Regions from separate parts of the Mus musculus genome. Here region 1 is linked to region 2. A link is a contact called in public Hi-C data. All regions are on one chromosome and are shown on one strand. Each heading gives the region's core, a stretch centred on a gene start, on an enhancer-like site or on the middle of the called end of the contact. The rest is flanking DNA. Distances are from core to core; before and after follow the strand shown. Region 1 overlaps Mtch1 (mitochondrial carrier 1). Region 2 overlaps Trp53cor1 (tumor protein p53 pathway corepressor 1).

Evidence for each region. A called contact is a pair of places that touch in the nucleus more often than the background predicts.
Region 1: a Hi-C map of myocytes shows a contact between it and region 2, with 2.4 times the contacts expected there. The contact joins two enhancer-like sites. A contact is called at or near these places in 3 of 39 promoter capture datasets (the 3T3-L1 cell line, cranial neural crest and pre-B cells), 1 of 484 Hi-C or Micro-C datasets (myocytes), 5 of 115 datasets of contacts at active chromatin or transcription factors (double positive thymocytes, effector CD8 T cells, embryonic stem cells and 1 more) and 2 of 9 other capture datasets (adipose tissue and liver).

Annotation. Positions count from the first base shown.
Region 1 is chr17:29,340,172-29,343,808 of GRCm38.p6, forward strand. It overlaps Mtch1 (mitochondrial carrier 1), which reads right to left. Exons shown (of 12, transcript NM_019880.4): 2 at 2,652-2,736; 3 at 620-726; 4 at 250-327. Among named protein-coding and RNA genes, the nearest start is that of Mtch1, 5.9 kb to the right of the region's middle. Within about 2 kb of position 1,505, at least 238 of the 459 cell types and tissues checked have an H3K27ac peak or open chromatin away from gene starts, as enhancers often do. A contact at or near this core is called in myocytes, where this site is marked.
Region 2 is chr17:29,060,624-29,063,946 of GRCm38.p6, forward strand. All of the region lies in intron 1 of Trp53cor1 (tumor protein p53 pathway corepressor 1), which reads right to left. Among named protein-coding and RNA genes, the nearest start is that of Gm41556, 5.9 kb to the left of the region's middle. Within about 2 kb of position 2,013, at least 79 of the 459 cell types and tissues checked have an H3K27ac peak or open chromatin away from gene starts, as enhancers often do. A contact at or near this core is called in myocytes, where this site is marked.

The DNA.
Region 1 (3,637 bases), core at 255-2,754, 280 kb after region 2:
GGAGCTACAGGCTTATATAGGGAAGACCGGATTCACTCCTCAGGCCCTCAGTCTGTCAAGGATGCTGCCCACCCCCACCCTAATCCCTCCCTGAGGTATGCTGCCATCCTGGTCCAGAGCAGCTTAGGGGGCACGTTGTAGGGAGGGAAGTCCCTCGCAGTATCCGGCTAAGACTCCTTCTGCCCAGGCAAGCCTAAGGACCCGGCCAACTGGGAATGAGAGCTCTCCTCTCCAACCTTTGACACTCACCTCCTTCACAACTTTCTTGAGTGAGGTCTTCATGTCGTCCTTGTTGGAAACCTGCTCCATCTCATCTGGAGGGAAAACCTGACCACAAACACGCCGTGAGACTCAGACACACACCCCAGGGACACTAGGCATTGCGCCCACTGTCTGGGCTATCATAACCACCAGGCTTGGGACACTGAGTGGGAAAGCCAGAGTCACAGCTGCCACAGCTGTGGGAGGGAGGAAGGCCTGTGGTGCAGGAGGTCTTTCAAGCACAAACCCGGGGGGGGGGGGGTATGGATGTCCTGGGATCTGCACAGGAAGTGGTATCAGGGCCGGCAGGCTGTATGTGGTAGTGACTAGAGCCTGGGGACCCCGGGCACCTGCTCACCTTCTTCATGCTGCCGCGGGTCACAGTGGACAAGGCGTTGGACATAAGGCGGGGGCTCAGGCCCCGGAAGAGCCCTATCTTCCCATCCACCTGCACAATGTACTTGGCTGTAAGGAGGCAAAGGGGGTGGGGTGCGTCACACCCAGCCCAGGACACCCACTGCCAGACCACACACCCAGACCAGTGGTTTCCCAATCATCGGCTGGATGCAGCCTAAGGGGGTGTATATCCAGGGCCTGACATGGGCCAACTCCGATCCCAAGTGTCATCTGACCTGTCTCTTTTGGTAAAAACGTTCTAGCGTTCTTCTGACAAATAAGCTCACTGGACTTCTTGCTTGCTTGCTTTTCCTTAGCTTTGAAAACTCCTTGGCAAACTCAACTGTCGTTTCTCAACTCAGCAGCTGGAATGCTGTAATCCAAAACCAATTTCAGCTGCTTATAAAGTGTTTTTCTAGGAGTGGGGGTGGGGGTGGGGTGCCCACAGGCAGGGATGGGGAAGAAATGGGATGGGAGGGCAGACCTGGAAGGTCTCCCTGGGAAAGCTGCAGCCGGGGACACCCCAGTCCCTGTTACTGTGCTACATCTATGATGCCCCTGGCAGCTGCTGGTTCCTGTTAGTAAGGAACAAGGCAGAAACAGGGACAAACAGAAACAGAGTGGCACGGGGGGGGGGGGGGGGGGGGGGAGACCTGGAGGGTCAGGTGACAATGGGGACTTGCTGTCCCATGGCTGTATTTCACATGCAGCGTGTGACGCCTTGCACTCCCTGATTTACATTTAATCCAAGTTCAAGAAGGTGATGTTTCTCTAAACCCTGGAAGCCAGCACAGGGCTCCCTTGCTGTGATCTGCTTCCAGACCTGTGACATCAGCTCTCTAGCACCGCACACAGGAAGTGACGGGCATGAGTGCCCTTTTCTCCTCTGCAACAGATCTACCAGCGTGACTCCACGTCACACTCAGCGAGGATTTCCAGGGACAGGGCAGTGCACCTGTTACCTGGACCACAGCTTCCTGAGGAGGGGGTGGGGCAGGGAAGAAAGGACTGGGGAAGGCCATGAGGGGCCTGAGGACTGGGCAAGGCTGCCCTACTGTAGTCTGAGGGGCGGGCTCAGGCGGAGCCTCTGTGTGGCGCCTACAGAACCAGCTCCAGGATTTTGCATTTCTATGAGCTGTCAAGTAAAACAGAGACAGGACTATTCCGAGGCCCTCTCAGGAGCTCTTCCTGCCCCACCGCCTATCTGTAGAGTCTGCAACTCCCCCCTAACTCCCAAGGATTCCAGCCTTCCACCACAGAATGTCCACAGCTGTGGGGCTCTCTGCCACAGTGTGGGGGAGGAGGACACACTGGCCAGACAGTTCTAGACAGCCAGTCAGCCAGGCACTTCCTGACTGAGGAGCCGCCAGTGTCCAGAGGCGCCCAGCAGACATCTGCTCTTAACATCTGATGTGAAACATTTCTAAAACCTGGGTCGGGTCATCTCAGAAGCTGGCTTGCCCTTGCAGGAGGCCCTCAGATGACGTCAGGATGGTCCCATGTGGACAGGTATGACCTCAGACATGAGTTCTTGTTAACGGTGCCACTGAAGGCAGATCTGAGAAAGCCAGGTTGCCACAGGCTTGTGCTCATTATCTTTGTGTACAATGGAGGGTGGGGTGGTCTACTTATATGGTTTCCCTCTTCCCCTATACCGATCGTAAAATAAACACAAACACACTTCCCCACAAAATGGCCCATTCTGCCTGGCCCTAGAGTACACTCAGAACTGAAGCAAAATTGGAAGAGAACCTGACCTGTGGTTCTGCCAATAGTGAGTGTGGAGAGCGGAGAAGGTGGCTCAGAGGTCAAGCACCGTGAGGTTATGCAGCAGGGAGACTTGCAGAGAATATCTGGGGCTGCAGCACTCCCAGGCTCCCACCAGACCTCTACTGCCTAGGGCACTCTCAAGTCCCCTCCTTAGAGCTGACACTGGCTCCTGGGGCCAGACTGCACAGCAGGACGCCAGGTACAAGGGGGCCTGTGGCACTCACCATAGGTGAAGAAGCTCGGCAGGTAGAGGACCTTCCTCCCCAGCACATTGGTCCCAAGGGTGGGGGGCATCGGCTCATGACCCACCTTCAGAATCAACAGAGACAAAAGGAAGGGTCACTGGAGGCAGCCTGCAGCTTCCTGGCTCCAACTCCGCACATGGCTGGCCCCATCTCCCCAGGACTATCAGTTGGTGTCCCTTTATCAGTGTCTAGCCCTTGCTCCCACCTTGGCCCCATTCTAACTCATAAACCCTCCACAACCTCAATGTTAGACAGTATCAACGCACAAACTCCCATCTTTTATTATTCAAGAGCCTTTTACTATATTTAACATGTTTGTCTATTATTATTGTGTGCATGATGGGAAGCGGGAGAACAGGATGCAGTGCATGATGGGAAGAGAAAGACTAGGGCGCAGTGCATGATGGGTAGGCGGAGAATAAGATGCAGTCCGAGTGTAGTCAGGGGACAACTCTGTCCAGTTAATTCTCTCCTTCCACCCTTCAGTATGTTTGTACATTTTGCATCCCTGTGTGTTTGTACATGGGTGCACGCATCCATGGAGTGTGTATGTAGTCCAGAGGACAAGTTGCACGAGTTGGTGTTCTTCTTCCACCATGTAGGTCCTTTGGATTCAGTTCAGGTCCTCAAGTGTCTTTGGCAGCAGGCGTCTTTACTGACTGAGTCATCTCACTAGCCCAGAAACACACTTTTTTTTGTTTTGTTTTGTTTTTTGAGACAGGGTTTCTGTGTAGCCCTGGCTGTCCTGGAACTTAGAAGTCCACCTGCCTCTGTCTCCCAAGTGCTAGGATTATTAATTTTTTTTGAACACTAATTTTTGAGCACACGTGTGTGTTGTGGCATGCTCGTGGAGGTCGGAGGACCATTTGCAGGAACTGGTTCTCATTCCGCCTTGTAGGTTCTGGGGATTTAACTCAGGAAACCCGTCACATCTGACGATACGTGTCTTTACCTGCTGAGGTAAT
Region 2 (3,323 bases), core at 763-3,262:
ATTTCTGAGTTTGAGGCCAGCCTGGTCTACAGAGTGAGTTCCAGGACAGCCAGGGCTACACAAAGAAACCCTGTCTCAAAACAAAACAAAACAAAACAACAAAAACAACTAAAAAAACTGACCTAGGATTACTTTTGTGACTGAAGGGAGTGGCCAAGTACAGTCCTCAGAAATTACGGCTGTGTTGGGGAGCGAGATTATGGGTCATTTTTGTTGCTTTGCTCAGTTTTCCAAACTTCTCATTATGTGGTTTTGATGTTATTTTAGCCAGAACAAAACCAGCTCTACCACAGGCAGATAAAGAGCCAATGTTCCCAATGGCTTAACAGGGCCCAAGGGGCTGCTTGGATCCCGGTAGACTGCTACTGTTGACATGTCCCTGTGAGAAAGGAACATATCAGGGGGGCTGAGCATTCAGCCCGCTCAGTAGCTAGCATGCTGGAACAGGGCACGGTGGTGCACGCCTGTGATCCTAGCACGGGGAAGGTGGAAGCAGAAAAGATTGGAAGTTCAAGGTCATCTTTGGCTACTTGGGGAGTTCAAGGCCAGTTTGGACTACTTGTTACAAAACAAGGCACACTATTGCGTTGTACAGAGCCCCGATGGCTGGGCTGTGTGCCGGAAGAACACTAGTGGCGAGAGCCAGACCCTGCCCAGTGTTTGGCTCAATATCCCATGGCATTTCAAGGTGAGGTGCTTTGTAAAGAATCCTAGGGTTCCCTCCTCCTCCACCTCTTCTCCCTCCTCCTTTTCTTATTCCTTCTCTTTCCCCTCCTCCACCTCTTCCCCCTCCTCCTCCTCTTTCCCCAAGCACAAAGTAAGGAGGCCTGAGAGTATCAAATCTGGGAGGCAATGACAAACTTTGTAAGGAACAACACTTATCTGTGAGGAACTGGAGAGATAACTCAGCGCCCCCCCCCCTCCCCAGTTGTTTTAAGCCAGCCAAGGCTACCTATTGAGGCCCTCCCTGTCTCAACAATAACTACAACAACAACAGCAACAAACAACAACAAATTGTTTCCACAATTAGCAATCAAAAGGATTAGATGTCCAGAATTTCAGAGCTCACTCTGGGTCAGGGCAGAGTGACCGGAAAGGAAGAAAGCCTACCCCTAAAGTGTGCCCAGCCTCGGGAAAGGCCCTGTCAGATCTTCCTAGGGCAGCAGTGACTGAGGTGGGAAACCCATACTGGCAAACCTGGTGTGGGCTCACTCTTTCATCTAGTGGCTCTTGTGATCTCTTGGGAAGATTTAATGTCCCCACCTTCCTGCCCCGCAGTGCTCCCCAGCCCAATGGGAAATGCTTCCTAGTTCTTGCTGCAGGTATGACTGTGAAGAGACTTTCAAAAGACCAAAACTCCCCCTCCTCCCCATTCTCTTCCTTCCCTCCTCCCCTTCCTCCTCCCCTTTCATTTTCCCTTCCTCCCCCTCCCTCTTCTCCTCCTCCTCTACCTCTTCCTTCTCTCCCCCTCTTCCTCTTCCCTTTCTTTTCCTCCCCTCTTTCTCTTCCTTGTCCCCCTCCCTCCCCTCCTCCCTCGCCTCTTCCCTCCTCCTCTCGTGCCTTTTCTTCCCCTTCTTTCCCATTTCTCATCCTCCTCCTTCCGGTAGTGCTGGGTCAGAGCCATTGCTTCTGAGCTTTGACTATGCTAGACCAGTGCTGTACCACAGACTCTATCTTTAGCCCTTAGATAAGGGATTTTCGATGACAACAGTAATATGACATTTTGAAAGCTTCCCTGGAGGCTCTGGAAGGGGAGCACTACTGCTCTTCTAGCCCTGACTCAAGATGGGCCTCTTCTCTGGGGAAAGAAGCACCCTCTTCAGCCAAGCAGGCAGCTTCCAGTGAGGGAGGGAGGGAGGCGCTGCACGCTTGGCTACCAGGCCAGCCAAATTCTCTCCGGCTGTCAGTGGGCTGAACGAGAGAGCTGTTTTGATGACCATGGTATGACCGGAATATTTGGCTCCTTGGACACTCAGATGAGAAAATATTGTTGCTCTCAGGTTCTTTTCCACTTGTTGACTCAGACTGTCTCAGGAGACCCACTGTGGGAGCTGCTGGAGAAGTGGGCAGCTCACTCTACTCTTGTTTAAACTACACAGAACAGAGAAAGTCACTCATGAGGCCACCTCTCTCTCCTCTCTGCCCCTCCCTCGCCCACGTCCCTGGGGAGTAGGCAGCTCACACACTGGCTTCTTTGCCTTTCTCTTCTCCACCCTCCCCACAGTGCCCCGAGGCCCCAAGGCAGCTGTGCCCTTTCTGTCCAGAAGCAGCAGCTTGATTGAAAATACCCATCCTTTTCGGGAGGGCCTCACAGAGTGGGTACTGCCAGAAAAATCTGTCCTGCCTCTCTCCCAGGATGCTAGAGAGTCACTGAGCTGGGACTGGGACTGGTAAATCTGTGGTACACACAGACACACACATATAGAGATATACAGAGTGAGAGAAACAGAGACAGAGGAATACACACACACACACACACACATATAAAGATATACAGAGTGAGAGAAACAGAGATACAGAGGAATACACACACATACACACATACATAGAGATGTACAGAGTGAGAGAAACAGAGATACAGAGGAATACACACACACACACACACACACACACACACTATTGCTCCGTAGCCCTGGCTGCCCTTGATTGATTTTGCAGCAATTCTTTCTGTCTTGACTCTCAAATGCTGGGCTTGTAAGAGCACATCCCTAACACACTCAGCGTGGGTGTGGGTGTGCGTGTGTGTCGGCATCTCTATTCTTAGCTCTTTGGGGTTGTGATTAAGGAAAATCAGGGTCACTTGAGCCAGGGTCCTGCAGTGCTGTGGCTGTCAATCTGATAAGCCAGCTGGCCCCTGAGTGACTAATGCTGTTCTTTGGTGGTGTCCTGTAACCTGCACAAAGGGCTAATTCACAGCAGGATAGAGCAGGATGGCGCAAGATTTGGTGCTCCTTAGACGAGGACACAATTAGAACTTAGAAATTGTGTATTTCTGTGATTTTTCCATTTAACTAATATATTTATTTGGCCAGTTGACTGCTTCAGGTTAGCCCAGAACACTGAACGAGTCCTGCAGATCATTGTACCCTTTGCCCAACACTCACCTCTCCCGTTTCAGAGGTGCTGGGGTGGAGCCCTGGGTATCACACACAGTAGGCAAGTGCTCTACTCACAGAGCCACACTCCCCAGCTCCCAAGAGACTCATTCCTCCTGATGTTTGTGTGAGTCTCACTCACTGGGAGACCTTCCTAACTTGACACTGAGGCCCCTTGGGAATTGCACCATCTTGATTTATAGCTAGGAGGCACAGATTTGGAGAAGG